2 separate regions of the Anas platyrhynchos genome follow, and region 1 is linked to region 2. A link is a contact called in public Hi-C data. All regions are on one chromosome and are shown on one strand. Each heading gives the region's core, a stretch centred on a gene start, on an enhancer-like site or on the middle of the called end of the contact. The rest is flanking DNA. Distances are from core to core; before and after follow the strand shown.

Region 1 (7,311 bases), core at 2,672-5,171, 120 kb after region 2:
AAATCACAGGATACAGAGATCCCAAAGACTGAAAGTACCACTGAACTAGAGGCTTCAAGTGCAGAATTTAAAACATCATCAGCTGAAATTACTCTGGACGGAACACAGGACAGAGCAGATGTTAGTCTTTCAAAGGGAGAGCTAGACATTCAAAATCAAGGGGCAGTGATTAGTACAGGAAAGATAAAGACAGGTGAGATGAAAATTATAGGAAAAGACAGTGAGTTAAAATGGCCCTCGTGTGAATGGTCTACAACAAATGTTGTAGCTAAGCTGGAAGATATAAAGGTAGAAGTTCCAGGTGTGAAAATGGATGTTAAAATTGCCAGAGTAGATCCTGAAATGAAATTTCAAGTGAAAAAAAGTGTTGAAAAGGACATGTCTGCAAATGTGGAAGAGCAAGTAGAAGACAGAGCAGAAACAAGTAAAATTAAAGCATACAAGTTTAAGATTCCAAAGTTCGGAGTGTTGCACTCAGAAGTAAAGGGTTTAAAAGATGATATCAATTTGCCAAAGTCAGAAGCCATTTCAGTGTCTGAAACTGAAATAGGCACAGCAGAAATGCAGTTTCAAAAATTGGAAGGATCCATTGGCCTGACAAGTCCAACTCGAGATCAGATGGACTCATCTGCTAGAATAACAGAGGAAACGATGGACAAATCACAAGATGGCCTGGAAGTAAATATAAAAATTCCCAAGCTAAAAATACCGAGATTCACTTTCAAAGCTCTCCCAACTGAAGCTGATGTTTCAGTGTCAAAAGTAGTACTGGATCAAAAAAGAACTATTTCTGACATTGAAGTGGTGCATCTGCAAGCAAGTTCTGCTGTCCTTGAAGAAACTCCAGAGACTCTAGAGGGCAATATTCAAAAAGCAAAGAGCAAAATTCTAACTCTGACTGAACCTGACATTAAAACAGCACAGATGACTGCTACCATAGATTCCTCCCTTTCAAATGCAGGGCAAGACATTCATTGGTCATATGTAGAAGGCCAAGAAGTGAGTGAGATAGTAGAACCTGAACATGTTGCTATTGAAAGGTGTGAAATTTATACTACTGAGATAGTGAAAGAATCAGAGATTCTTTCATCTGAAGTTAAAACTGCTACCTTGGGATTCTCATTGCTCAAGGTGAAGTTGCCTGAATCACACAGTGATTTAGAAGTGTTAGTCCAGGAGCCATCTTCAGTGGAAGATGCATCAATGGAATGTTCTGGTAAAAGCTTTGGAGCAGATGTACAGAGGCCTGGCAGTGCTGAGATTAAACCATGTGATAAACCTCACACTGAGACTGAAGGATCTAGTAGAGTGATAGGTTTGCCAAAGTTAAAAACATTTGCCGTTGAAGTAGAGCCCTCTGGTAAACCTGAGGAGAGTCATCCTGACAAGTCACCAGAGGAAATAACCACAGCTCCTCTCTCTAAAGATGAGGATGTAGCTGAAGCTCTAGAAGACGAGGAAAAATACATAACTAATGAAAAAGAAAAGACTGATAGTAAAAGATCTCCTGGAAGATTCAAATTTTGGCTTCCAAGTATTGGCTTTTCATCTTCTGGTGATGAAACAAGCTCAGACTCAAAAACAGAAGTAAAAAAAATAGAAGAAATGAAACCAGAAGATATGAAACCAAGTGACACATCTGTTAGTGATTCTTCTAAGCAAACAGAAAAAACTGGATGGTTTAGATTTCCCAAGCTTGGTTTCTCGTCTCCTTCCAAAAAAGCTAAGACCGTTGACAAAGAAGAGATAGGTCATAAAGAGAGAAGAATCTCAGATGAAGATAGCCCATCAGATAAACCTGAAGTATTTTTCGATGCACAAGAAACCTTATCACCCAAAGAAACAACAGAGGGTGAAAAAGTTGAAATTGATGGGACCTCATCTAATGTTCCAGTGTCTCGAACTATAGTTACATCTTCAGCAAGGACTGAACTAATCTTGTTGGAGGAAGAAAAAGATAGCCAATCTAATATTTCTGGAGAGACAACCAAATGAAGATTGTCTTCTCTCAACACCCTCAGTGAAAATAAAATAATCTATACAGAAAAAAGAAAAAGAGAGAGAGAGAAAAAAAAAAAAAAGAGAGAAAGAGAAAAAAAGAAACAATGTTTTCCTGATTTTCCAGTAGTCAAAAATTGAACGAAACTCAAAGTTGATATTTATGAAATCTATTGACTGAACAGGATTTACCACATCTAAATCTTCAGACACATGAATGTGCTGTACTGTGCAGTAATAAAAATACTATTTTATCCAAATCTGCCCCGAAGGCAACAACTACTACAAGTACAGGGAAGTTCATAGTTTTAGTAAAGTCTTAGAAGATACCTGAACCATGAAAGTAAACTATTGAAAACACTCAATGACAACATACAAACTTGTTAAATATGCTTCTCAAAACAATGCCAGTTATGATTAGATTATAGATTATTTGCAAACAGAGTATAAACTAGTACTATGAGAATTATACTTACCTGTTTAGATTTTGGACATTTCTGACCTATTTTTGCTTTCTTACTAAACTATTCTTCTTTATTTCAGCTAAGGTAATGCATATATTCCACAGTCATTTAAAAATGCAAAATGAAAACAAAATACTAGTGTAGAGAGACTAAGTCTTTACCCCTTCCTCTCTTCTCATTTTTGATTACTGTGGTGGGTCATATTTAGCCTTAAAAGGTCAAAAATAAATCAATAAATAAATAAATTCAAGACCAAAAAAATATTTCACATTTTAAGGTACCAAAATAAAACATGGTGGTAAAGAATAATTATAAAAATTTGGATAAATAAATTTTTATGTGTATATTTACTGGATAGATAAATGCACAGAATGATCTGCCACACTTTGGTGGAATTGCTTCAAAGATTTTCTGGGAAAGGAGATGTATATAATTATTTACCTCTGTTTATATTAATGCTTCTCTAAAGTGCACAGCCAAAACCAGAGTGCATATGTGACAGCCTTCATATGTATCATTAAAACACTGTCTGTATTCTTAATTCACAATAAACTCACCATATGAAAAATAAAACAAGTACCATGAATTACTGATAGTGCCATTAGCATTTTCTAGTTCTGAAAACTGCAGCTGAAAACCCCAGGTTTGATTTGCAGGTTTGATTGTATCCCACTCTATGCTCCTCAGTGACTGCTTAATGGCAGTACAGTTTCTAAATATGATGGCAGTGGTTACAAATTAATCTGAGACTTTTCACCCATTACAATCCCAAGTTTTACAATTTGCATGTGCAGTCATGCATCTTTATTTTTTTTCATCCTGTCTTTTCTCATCCTTTTCTCATCCTGTCTTATCTATCTCTATATTCTACTTCATACAGGGAATGCAGACATAGCAAAACATTCAGAAATTGAGTTATCATGGAAGTGTACTTGTTTGTGTAACCATTTGTAGCTCAAGATATTCTCCATGTCTGCATCTTCATGGTAGTCTTAAATATTCTACAGACCTTCTGGAAGCCTGTGTTCCTCATATTATCTCTGAAGAGACTGTTGACATAAGTAGTAGGCCTGTATGTGGATCATGCAGCATTTCCCCAAAGTTTCTCTAAGTTTATGTGTCATTGTTGAAAAGACTCGAAGTTACCACATCAGACAACATATACGAGGACTGAAGAAGAGCATTGTGATCACGCCAGAAAAACTGAGACCAGAAAAACGTAATATACGTAATAAAGGACATCCCATTGTAACAGCAGTTCTCATCTGCCTGAAAGGCAGCCTTCACGTAAAAAGTTTCTCAGGTAGTGTCCCTTAACTTAGGCACACAGAAAGAAATCCACCTTGACAGTACCACCTCTAGGAGTCTGTCATGATGGTGAAAGAATGAGGTCAATTAAAACTGAGCTCTGAGACAGCAATGACCACAGAGCAATACTCTCTATTATGTTATTAAAAGTTGAATGAAGTAGATGAGGAAAGAACAATAGAGAAAAGAAGCAGCAATAAAACCTTTCTCCAATAGGCTACTGTCAGCTTGGTGAAAGTGAAGGTTAGGAAAAAAACAACCATGTTAACAAAGTATTTCCCAATGGTCTGAGTGCAGGAATAGCTAAGGACAGAGCTTAAAAGAGTGCAAGGAGCACAGACATAAGTCTGCAAAACACTGACATCTTGTCAACAGGCTCCTGTGTTTCTGACCCCACCTATTTTTTGACTCTCAGGCTGTTTCCTTAACTATGGTAGGTTTCTTGGGATACTGCTGTTCATTTTTTAATGCTGGAAAATTGGGCTGTTCAGCTAAACATCTATGTGCAGTCTCCAGCCACACAAACCTAGAACTACAATTTGGCATGGAAAGGGAGCTATAAATACATTAAAAAGAAGCACATGTATGTCGCCGTTCCTTCTCTCCCACCCCAGTATCCTTCATTGTTGGGACATAAATACATGACTATTAGCTGGCTATTTTGCTGTTATATTTCCTAGAAACATAGAATCACAGAATGGTTTGGGTTGGAATGGACCTTAAAGATCACCCAGTTCCAACCCCGTGCCGTGGGCAGGGACACCTCCCACCAGACCAGGCTGCCCAAAGCCCCATCCAGCCTGGCTGTGAGCACATCTAGGGATGGGGCATCCACAGCTTCTCTGAGCAACCTGTGCCAGTGCCTCACCACCCTCTGAGTGAAGAATTTCCTCCTAACCTCTAGACTAAATTCCTCACTTTTAGTTTAAAACCACTCCCCCTTCTCCTATCACTACCTGCCCGTGTAAAAAAGTCACCCTGCATCTTTTTCATGTCTCCTATTTGAAGTATGACCTCTGATATCCCAAAGGCAAGACAGCCAAAGTTAATCCTGAATGAGAAAACAGAGGCCAAGGAGCCAGTGCCCCTGATGAAAGAGCTAGCAGTTGTTGAAAAATTTATAACTATCAAAAAATTAGGATCAGAAACAGATAATAGAAAAGCTTTGGGATGAAGCTGATGTCTAATGCATGAGTTCAGGTAACTTTGTTGTCTTGTCCAAACGCATAAAGCTATGGAGCCTGCTAGGTACTGCATGGCTATCATCTGCATGGCTGTCAGCAGTGCTATAGCCACAAGGCCTTGCACCGAGCCAAGTGTCCTCAGAAACTTGCTGGGACAGCAGGGCAGAAGCTCTACACGAAATCCTCTCAAATAAAGGCAGGTCAGTTAGCTAAAGATGTACTTCATCACAGGTAGGTGAGAGGACCTGGGTCTAGCAGACTACCATGCTCAAGACCCAAGCCAGGAATTTTGCCTAGGCCCACCCAAGTAGACCAGCACTGAGCAATATCTGAACTGTCTGTGGCCAGGGCTTAGTTGACCTCCAAACTAGAAAAATCCATCCAAGCCTAACACACAATAATTAATGAATTGTGAAGTGTAATAATGAATTACACTTGGGAAAATCCTTACCTTGAAGAAATCACAATCTGAATGAAAGAGACAAGCAATAGATGGGTTGATAAGGACTATTACTATCCCTGTCTCACACATGGAAAAGGAAAATACTGAGAGATGCAAGGCCAGGTTATAATTTACACCATGTTTTACCTTTGTAATAGAGTACAAATAACGTGTAGCCACCAAGAGGCCCCAAAAGACTTATAAAAAAAAGGAAGCTAAACCCAAGTTCATCTGAAATCCAGTTCATTGCCTTAATTGCAAAGCCCTCCTTTGTATGTGGAGGAAAACAAAACAAAAACAAGCAAACAAACAAAAACAAACAAACAAACAAAAAACAGGTGATGGCGGAAAATAAAATAGCACCCTTGAAGGCATCAATTTTTCCTTTATAAGTTGAACCTTATCCCAGAGGATTCTTGTATTACCAAGATACAAGCTTCACAACCTGTCCAGAAACTTTGCCCCACTGAACAACTTACCGTTACTGTCCGATTGGAGCTCAAAAGGGGAAGAAAAAGTTTTCTTCCTTTTCCTGCTAAACTTGCCTTGGAAAAAAAGTGAAAACGTAGCTTCGAGTGCCATCTAGAGGAGAGCATTGCTCTACAGAAAGTAGCTTCGTTGATGTTCATGAACACATTAACTTCTCAAAAAGATTTTCAAATTCTCCCACCATTCACGTGTGCTTCTTGTATTGGGAAAAATCCGTCCAGATGTTTTTCCTGCACACAATTATTAATACAGTGTATGGCCAGATGTACTTCTTGGTACAGGTTGAGAAACTTGTGAAGCTAATGAAAACCCAAACTGGGAAATTCTACTGTGCAAGAAATTTTAATTAGTGAATGGATATCTCAAATTTTTAAGCAGACTCTAGAAAATAAATGGGAGAGGAGTGCATTGCAAGCAACTGTATCTCCTCGGTATGTTAACATATATGTGAATATACAGTGTGATCAGTAGATATAACTACATGTCTTAAAAAATATGCCTTATTAACAACAAACAGTGGCTTGTAGTGATGGATTAAACAGTCCAAGGAATCTCAGTCCTAGTTCAGCTCCACCTCTCATCACAGCTTGGCCCCCATCTTGCTTACTACAGGAGGCCAATGCACAGATATCCAAGCACACCAGACGCGCAATCCAGGGCAGCTGAGCTGGAAGCTGATCCCAAGATTTAAATCCTAGGTATTTAACTCCAGTGATTAGCCTCAACATTTAAATACAGGTGCTTCCTTGTACCTCTAATGCCTAATGCTTTCAAATATCTTCCCTTGCTGCTGTAGGTGATTACTTGCAGTACTCAAACCTTCTAGTAGCCAGAACTTTATTTTTAAACACATGTAAGAAAACACTGTTAGTGGAATATTAGGGTTGAATATATAGCATCCTAAGACAGCACAGCAATAATGACCTGCTTCTCCGATGTATTCAGATCTGGTTATGTCTTCCATGTTTGCTTTAATATCAGACAGCTTGTCTTATCATACTGCATGCGTTTCATTAACTCTGAGATGGGGTAATCATACACAGCAAAGAAAATGTCACACGCTGACTAATGAGTAGGCAGGTAGACTCAACTCTGAGAAGTTCTAACATCATCAGGCAGCATGGATACCACAAATAATAAATTTATCTGACAAAGACATAAAACAGAAAGCTCCTTGTTTTGCACAGGGAACAAGATTAATATGTATTTTTCTTTCTATTTTAAATGCATACTTCAGTTCACTTCAGAGACTGTCTCTCCAGTTACAGTCTTTCTGTCCTTGCACATCTTCTAGATTCACTGAATATTTGGAATTCCAGTCACGCTCAAAAAGGGTTTTTAATTGTTCCTGGATAGGCCTTCTTCGCAGGTTGGTTGAATTCTGCTTGATAATTAGTCCCACACCAGCTGTGTTAGTGAAGTAATC
Region 2 (7,506 bases), core at 4,076-6,575:
TCAGAGGGAATCAGCGTGAGGTAAAGTGGATTCCACCTGACCCATCTGAATTAGCATCTCTTGACTCAGCCCAGCTGAGAGACAATGCTGTGAGTGCAGCAGCTGCGAATCCATGTTTTAAATGACACCCTCTTCTAGGCCAAAAATTTAAATGGAAAGCAGTATCACAGCTGGATTAACAGTTTTTTCCCTCAGATTTCTGAACTGGGGACAAAATTCCTGTTATTTGTTTGGTGTGTAAGTCTTGTGACTTTGTCTGGCATAAAACAGGGTTTGGGATTTACCCTGTAATTCCTGCTTTAGTTCTGTAATTTCTTTCTGAACTATCACTTCTATTGAAAATGAATAAATAAATAAATAAATCCAGTCTTTATGTAAAGAATCAGTCTGCAAAAAGCTTCAAGCATGGACTATATTTATATATTTATACACTTCAATGTATACAAGTAGTAGAGCAGAACCTCACTACTCACTGATACAAATGACTGATCTAACTGAACACTAACCGGCAGCTTCTATTGCTGCTCCTGCCACCATTCCTCCTGGAAAATTGTTTGAGTTCAGTACATATACTCTAGAATTATTCTTTTTCATTTTGTCTTTCAGGGGAAAAAAAAGAAAAGGGAAAACCAAAACAAAACCACCTAATTTGCAATAAAGAAGCTCAATAGAATAGCTGAAAAATATTTACCTTCACAGAAAATCAGTACCACACCACTGTAATATGAATTTTCACTCATTTGTGGAGTGATCTGGTCCTGAATTATTGGATTATGTGGTTCCCTGTAAACAACTAAGGTGATATTGATGACTGCTTTGTTCATTCATTTTCCCTCCTGGTAAAAACAAAACAAATAATAGCTTTGTATTTTCAGTATTTCTTTTTCTTCCTTTAATTGAAACATTAAACAAAATTAACTTGCTATTTAAATGATGAACATTTTCTTTATATTAAATATTGGATATTTAATATAAATAAATATTATTTTCTTGAAAAAAAAAAGAATATGTTACATTTATCTACACTGGCTTAAAATGACATTCAGCAAGTAAAAAGAAAGGTCAATTTTGGGTGACTCAAAACCAACTTTTCAGTAAATAAGCTGTCTTTTCAGAAGATGAGTAATAATCTTTTCTCAGTGTAAATACCCAGGTTTTCAGATGTTTAGGACATCAGCAGTCATTTCAACAGCAGAATGGAGTGCTCATTTTTTTGAAAAACAAAACAAAATAAAACAAACAAACAAAAAAACAACAAAAAATTGCAGAGGTCGTCTCTAAACATTGGTTTAATTGATCAGCTGTGGCTCAAATTTGACAGTACGGTTCATAATTCCACTAAACTTCCTCCTGGCACAACAATGTTGAGATACCTTCCAGCTTCACATTGCTGTTGGTGTCACAGTGCAGATATTTCAAAATATCAGTAAAATCCTTTGTCTTTTTCCTGATTGAGAAATGAGGATGGCAGTGCTTCAGGGCAGACACTTCTCCCCATTGCAAGGTGTGTCTGGATTTCCTGCAACCCCTATGAAATATTTGCTCTGTGGCACCTCTAGCAGTTAGTATTTTGGCTAAAGGATCAACCAGTGTATTTTCAACAGCAGGTGGCAGCTCTCCCTTGTGTCTCTTGCATGCAGGCAACAATATTGATGCTTCTGTGCGAGGCAAGTCATCCCCTCTACACACTACATTAAAGAGGTATTGGAGCACCTGCTTTATGTGCTGACCACGGAAAAGCCATTTCACAGGACCCCTCCACTGTCTGTCTGTAGAAAGGCCTACTTACAAAAAAGTCAACATCCTTTGCCAGGAGATGTAAGATGTATTTTAGGTCCCTCTCGTCTTCCCTGGGGTGTGGAAGATACACACATGAGATGGATGTGCCCTGGGTTCAGTGGCTGTCCTCAGCAATTCTGTCCAGCCCAGAAGTGTCATTTCAAAACAAAGCTCACATTTACTTCTGTGGATAGTCTGTTCTGTGGAAAATCACTCTGGTTTTCAGAGTGATTTTAAAAAGCCCAAACTAAATGACTTTTGGGGAAAGGCAGTGAAGTGCCATTTCACTCTGGTGGTTCATGGAAACACCATCTTCCAAAGCTATATGTGGGCTGCACTCCTTGAAGAACCCCCAGCATGTTACCTAACACATGTGCCAAAAGGAGACTCGAACCTTTCAGAGCTCCTGCAACATCCTGAGGTGGTTCTTGTGCTATATATAAAGGGCCAGGTGCTAGAGGCACCTTCCTATTTGCCAACTCTTTGCCACCACTCCATCATCCAGTGACACTTCTAGATTGAAATCCTTTCCTGTCCTCAGCTGTTTTCCCTTCTGTTGGCAATCCCACTTGCTGAACCCCTCATTTCTTTTATCAGATTTTCTTTTCTACTCCCCGTTTGCCAACTGTTCTCTCTTCTGCCTTTAGCGTCCTTAAAACTCAGGGAGCTACAGCTTGGGGCCCTAAGGAAGAGGTGGCACTCATGAATTCTTGCTATATGGGGCAAAATGTCTCCTGAGTAGCAGAATAATTTGGTGGCAGAAGCAGGAGGCTGCTAACCTCATGCCTGCTCTTGGTATGGCAAGCAACAGTCCATAAATTTCAGGAGATTAAAGGTGGTCTTGAGGTCCCATTGCACTTCACCGAGAGCGTGGCAGGCACGCACCTTGTAAGCAAGCACAACATGTCAGCAGCTGCTCATGTGGGTTTTATCACCCTGCTGCAAAACCAGGAGAACTGTCAGTGCTTTGGCATTGCTCCAGGGCTGCTATTCCTGGATCCCACAGAAGACCCCTCCGAGGTCGCACTGTGAGATAGCTTTTTGGCCTCCTCCCCACCACGACTGGCAGCGGCACCCTCTGTGTGCCTGCTCCTGTTTCCAACGCAGTAAGGGTGCTGCTCTTCCGTACTTGTTTCTTGGTGAGGGGGGACACAAGGCTTCTGATGGAATTAGTTTTGAGCCCAGCTCTGCAGGGAAGTGATAAATATCACCAGGCAGCTCGGGAGGGCTGGCACACCATTAAAAGCAGTCCCCTGTGAGCTGCAGGGGAAATCATTCACCCAGCAGCTATGTGAAACCATCAGCAGCCATCATGAACTGCCTGCCCCATCCTGACCTGGCATGGATGGCTTTGCTTCCCACCCATGCGATAAATATTGTCATACAATCATAGCATCATTTAGCTTGGGAAAGACCCTTAAGATCATCCAGTCCAACCGTCACCTAACACTGCAAAGTCCACCACTAAATAATGTCCCTAAGCACCACATCCACACCTCTCTCAAATACCTTCAGGGAAGACAACTCTACCACTTCCCTAGCCATCCCATTCCAATGGCTTAACCACTTTTTCTGTGAAGAAATTCTCCTGATCCAACCTAACCCTTCCCTGGTACAGCTTGAGGTCATTTCCTCGCATCCTATCACTTGTCACCCAAGAAAAAATGCTGATGCCCTCCTCTCTGTAAAATCCCTTTAGGTAGCTGTAGAACCCATACAACATCCAGTTCTCGTAAGTACAGCTTGAGGGCTGTCTGGTTAGGTGGCGTGGCCCCACAAAGGTGTTCTTATTTTTCTCTTATTGCTGTTTTCTCCTACTTAAAGCTCCACTCCTTGCCCTGAGTGCAGTCAAATCAGAAAAACTGGGAGCATAGCTTTTTATGGTTTCCCTTCTGAATGCAGCTGAAAGTGGGCCCTACACTCTCTGGACTTGCTCCTAGAAAAATACTACACATCCCACAGCTTCAAAGAGGAGGTTGTTAAATGTATGGCAGCAGCACGTGGTACCATAACAAAGCTGTATTCAGTGCTAATCGGTGTCACCAACTTACACCTGCTCCTTGCTCTTTGATAATTTCCTATTAAGCTACAGTTCTGTGTCTCTTTTCTGCTGATCATTCCAAATCATCATAGACTGCACTGAGCACCTCCATAAATCCAACAGTCTCTGCCACCCGCAATTTTTTTTTAGATATCTAGACATTAATTTATAGAAAACACGCCTTGTAGTTTTTGCCAGTGCCCTGCACGCACTGTAAATTGAGTTGTGATCGCTGCGGTTTGCAGCTCGCTAATCCTCTGTTTTAATGCCCGATTAGGCCCCAAATCCATTATTGTTAGTGAGATGTGCGTGTGTGGAGGGCAGGAGGATTTCATCCTCTCTGAGCGCTAAGCTGCTAAAGGTACACCTGACTGGTGCCGTACCAGTGTATTAATTAGCCTGCTTGGAAATTTCATCGCTTCAGTGAGGTTGCTGAAAGGTCAGGCACTCCATTAGGATTGCTGCGCTTCAACTTTAAGTCTGAGCACTTGATACTTAAAAAAAAAAAAAAAAAATCCAGAAAAAAATAAAACCACAAATCACAAAGCACAAAGATTTTTTTTTAAAAAAACTTGAGTCCCTCCCTTCAAGCAACATTTGGAAGAACACCAAATTACAATAATTAGCATCTCTGAAGAAGATGCAAGAGATTACAAGAACCTTGCCTCTTCTTTCCCCAGGTGAGCTTCGTAAGGGCTCCAAAGGCAGGTGGAGCAATGGTCAGCAGTTCACTTTGCAGAGGGAGAATCAGCACCATCCACCTGCCCTGTGACACAAAGAATGAAAGGAGGTTGAAGGTATCCATCCCTGAAAGAAGGCACTGAGGCTGGTAGATGTCTCCTTGTCACAAATTCTGTGAAGTAGAATTAATTACTCATCAGTACAGATGTCATTTTATTCCTTGGAGGGCATCACTGCAGTATGAATGAAAAATACATGCCATCATTGCTAGAAAATAAAAACATGGAATGAAATGGCAGAAAGGCCAAATTTGTGTGAATTTTGCATACGTGCATAAGGCAGTCATCTACCTTTCCTGCTGGGTGGTGCCACCACCAGGTAGAGCACCATGACTGTGGTATAGACAGCAGGCAAGGGTTTAGCTACCAGGCAAAATAGCTGACAAGTTTTTAAGCTGAGGTAAACTCCCAGCTGAGCTTTCAAGCTCTCGTGATGCCTGCTTTTACATCTGGCAGGTGAGAACGTGCTCTCTGGGACCTCTCTCTGAGCTTTAAGGTCGGACACGTGCGTCTCATAGCTGGGGGAGCCACAAATGTGCACAAGGAGTTCTGGCAGCCCAGGGGACAGATGGCAGCTCGTGGAGCTGCAATAAAATAACCCTGGATTGCATTTGGCTGCGAGTGAGCCCAGCGAGGCAGGGCAGGCTGTCAGCGCAGGGCTGCAGGAACATGCCCTTCCCTCCTGCCTTCCCTGAGAGTGCTCCCAGCTTATCTTCCTTCTCGTCACTGCTAAAAATACCGTGTGTACCACACTCAGTCAGATACAGAGCGATTTTTAGAATTCATATGGCATGGGGACTGCTTTAAAGCCTGATTCAACCACCCCCATGAGCCTTGTTGCCAGCTACCCTTTGCAGCGTGCAGTTAATAAGGCAGTCTTTAACTTCATTCTTGATTGCAAAGTGCTAAACTAACTACAGCTCAGTGTATCGGCTTCTGTAAGAAGAAGAACTCAAACCTACAAGGTTAAAGCTGGCTGTGAGGAGCTGGACGGGGAAAGGAGGCTGCTCAGCACCGTAACTGCAAGGTTGGACAATTCACGGAACAGATCAAAAGAGGGCAGGCGAGAGCACACAACCCCTTCCTCCTGTGCTAGCAATGCTATCGCGGCTAAAGCTGCAAGAGGGCAGCATGTGTTGTGTTTAATGGTTTATTGGCTCCACTGCTGAGGTCACATTTCTGAGAGCAAAACAAATCAGCCGTAAATTCAGGGAACCTCTGCTGCCACAGCTGGGTCCGGCCTGGGACTTCAGAGCCTGGACCTAGATACAAACTCTCCCCAAATGCCCAAGTACTTGCATTTTAAGATTTAGATTGTGTTCATTTCCATTTATGGGAGAGAAAGAGAGAAAGAGAGAGAGACAGAGAGAGAGAGAGACAGGAAGGAAGGAAGGAAGGAAGGAAGGAAGGAAGGAAGGAAGGAAGGAAGGAAGGAAGGAAGGAAGGAAGGAAGAGAAAGAAAGAGAGAAAGAGAGAAAGAAAAAAGAAAGATAGAAAGAAAGAGAGAAAGAAAGAGAGAAAGAAAGAGAGAAAGAAAGAAAGAGAGAAAGAAAGAAAGAGAGAAAGAAAGAAAGAGAGAAAGAAAGAGAGAAAGAAAGAAAGAAAGAAAGAAAGAAAGAAAGAAAGAAAGAAAGAAAGAAAGAAAGAAAGAAAGAAAGAAAGAAAGAAAGAAAGAAAGAAAGAAAGAAAGAAAGAAAGAAAGAAAGAAAGAAAGAAAGAAAAAGGAAGAAAGAAAGAAAGAAAAAGGAAGAAAGAAAGAAAGAAAAAGGAAGAAAGGAAGAAAGAACGCATCTATTAGCAGCTGGCCTAGGCTTCTTATGCTATTGTAAATGAGGTTAGCAGTGCTCTATGGAGTATTATCATAAGGTTGCAATTAGCAATGAGAACCATGCCACACACATTTTACATTAAAGAAAACGGTTGTAGTAAAAGGCCAATGATGTTGCAATTCAAGCAACATCAAAGTGTGCGCATCATGTAAATGACTTATACAGCAAAATGTAAGCTTTAGAGGCATAGACACACCAAAAATGTATTTAAAAAAAATATCTTGTTGAAAAGTCTGGTCACATTTTATGTTAATTTTCCATATTTTTAATATTTTATAAAAGGGCACTAATTTATTATTAGCCTGAATACAGACATGATTTACTTGGATATGAACATGTCAAGGAAATACATTTTGCTAACTAAAACCGTCTTTTAAAACAAATTTACTGAGCTATTACATTTTATAAAATACTTAACCATGTACTAGCCATCTAAATGTTCACCAGTTGCTTTCTACTTATAAGCTATTAATGCTTTATATGCTGTTTATGAGCAGAAACCTGCAGAATGAGGTGTTTTGAAAGCTTCTGGGAGCCTTACAATTTTTAACTTACAGCTAACACCTGGATGTTGTTCTCCCTATGGTCAGCGAGACTGGGCCATTAGCTGTAACTGGAAAAAAGACTGGGTCCTCTATTTTGAAATAATGACACCAAGGTTTCTATATTTAAATCATTTAATATGGAAAGGCTGCTAGGCAAAAATACTCCAAATAAAGAGAGGGCTGAATTGAGTTTGGTGGGGTAACTTTAGTATTTCATAACTTTGCCTTGTTTAATTTTTAATGCATTAATTTTGCATTTGAACACAGCATCTTTCAGCATAGATATATTGGACTATATTTAGTGCCAGTTAATGCAGCCTATGCTAAGTAAGTAAGGGCCATGGATGCATCTGACAGCATCTTTATGAGGGATCTTAACAGCACAAAGCGCCTTCTTGCAGAACATCCCAAACGGAGACTTAGAAGACAATGACATCAGGGGGTAAAAATGCACACGGTCAGCACATCTGGATCAGCACATCGTGACAGCATTTGCTGCAAGGGACCTTTTCAAGCCATGGTCAGACTCAAGCTGCCATTTTCCAGGCAGAAGCCTTGGGCAGGACAGCAGT

Evidence for each region. A called contact is a pair of places that touch in the nucleus more often than the background predicts.
Region 1: a contact with region 2 is called in a Hi-C map of liver, with 10 times the contacts expected there. The contact joins two enhancer-like sites. A contact is called at or near these places in 6 of 8 Hi-C or Micro-C datasets (F1 follicle, liver, skeletal muscle and 2 more).

What each region holds. Positions count from the first base shown.
Region 1 is chr5:9,045,995-9,053,305 of IASCAAS_PekinDuck_T2T, forward strand. It overlaps AHNAK2 (AHNAK nucleoprotein 2), which reads left to right. Exons shown (of 7, transcript XM_072038223.1): 7 at 1-3,048. The coding sequence ends at 1,995. PLD4 (phospholipase D family member 4) reads right to left here. Exons shown (of 11, transcript XM_021275836.4): 11 at 6,706-7,311. The coding sequence ends at 7,129. Among named protein-coding and RNA genes, the nearest start is that of PLD4, 19 kb to the right of the region's middle. Within about 2 kb of position 3,922, at least 2 of the 8 cell types and tissues checked have an H3K27ac peak or open chromatin away from gene starts, as enhancers often do.
Region 2 is chr5:8,925,631-8,933,136 of IASCAAS_PekinDuck_T2T, forward strand. LOC119717018 (a long non-coding RNA gene) reads left to right here. Exons shown (of 2, transcript XR_005265949.2): 2 at 1-620. Among named protein-coding and RNA genes, the nearest start is that of CLBA1, 4.3 kb to the left of the region's middle. Within about 2 kb of position 5,326, at least 2 of the 8 cell types and tissues checked have an H3K27ac peak or open chromatin away from gene starts, as enhancers often do.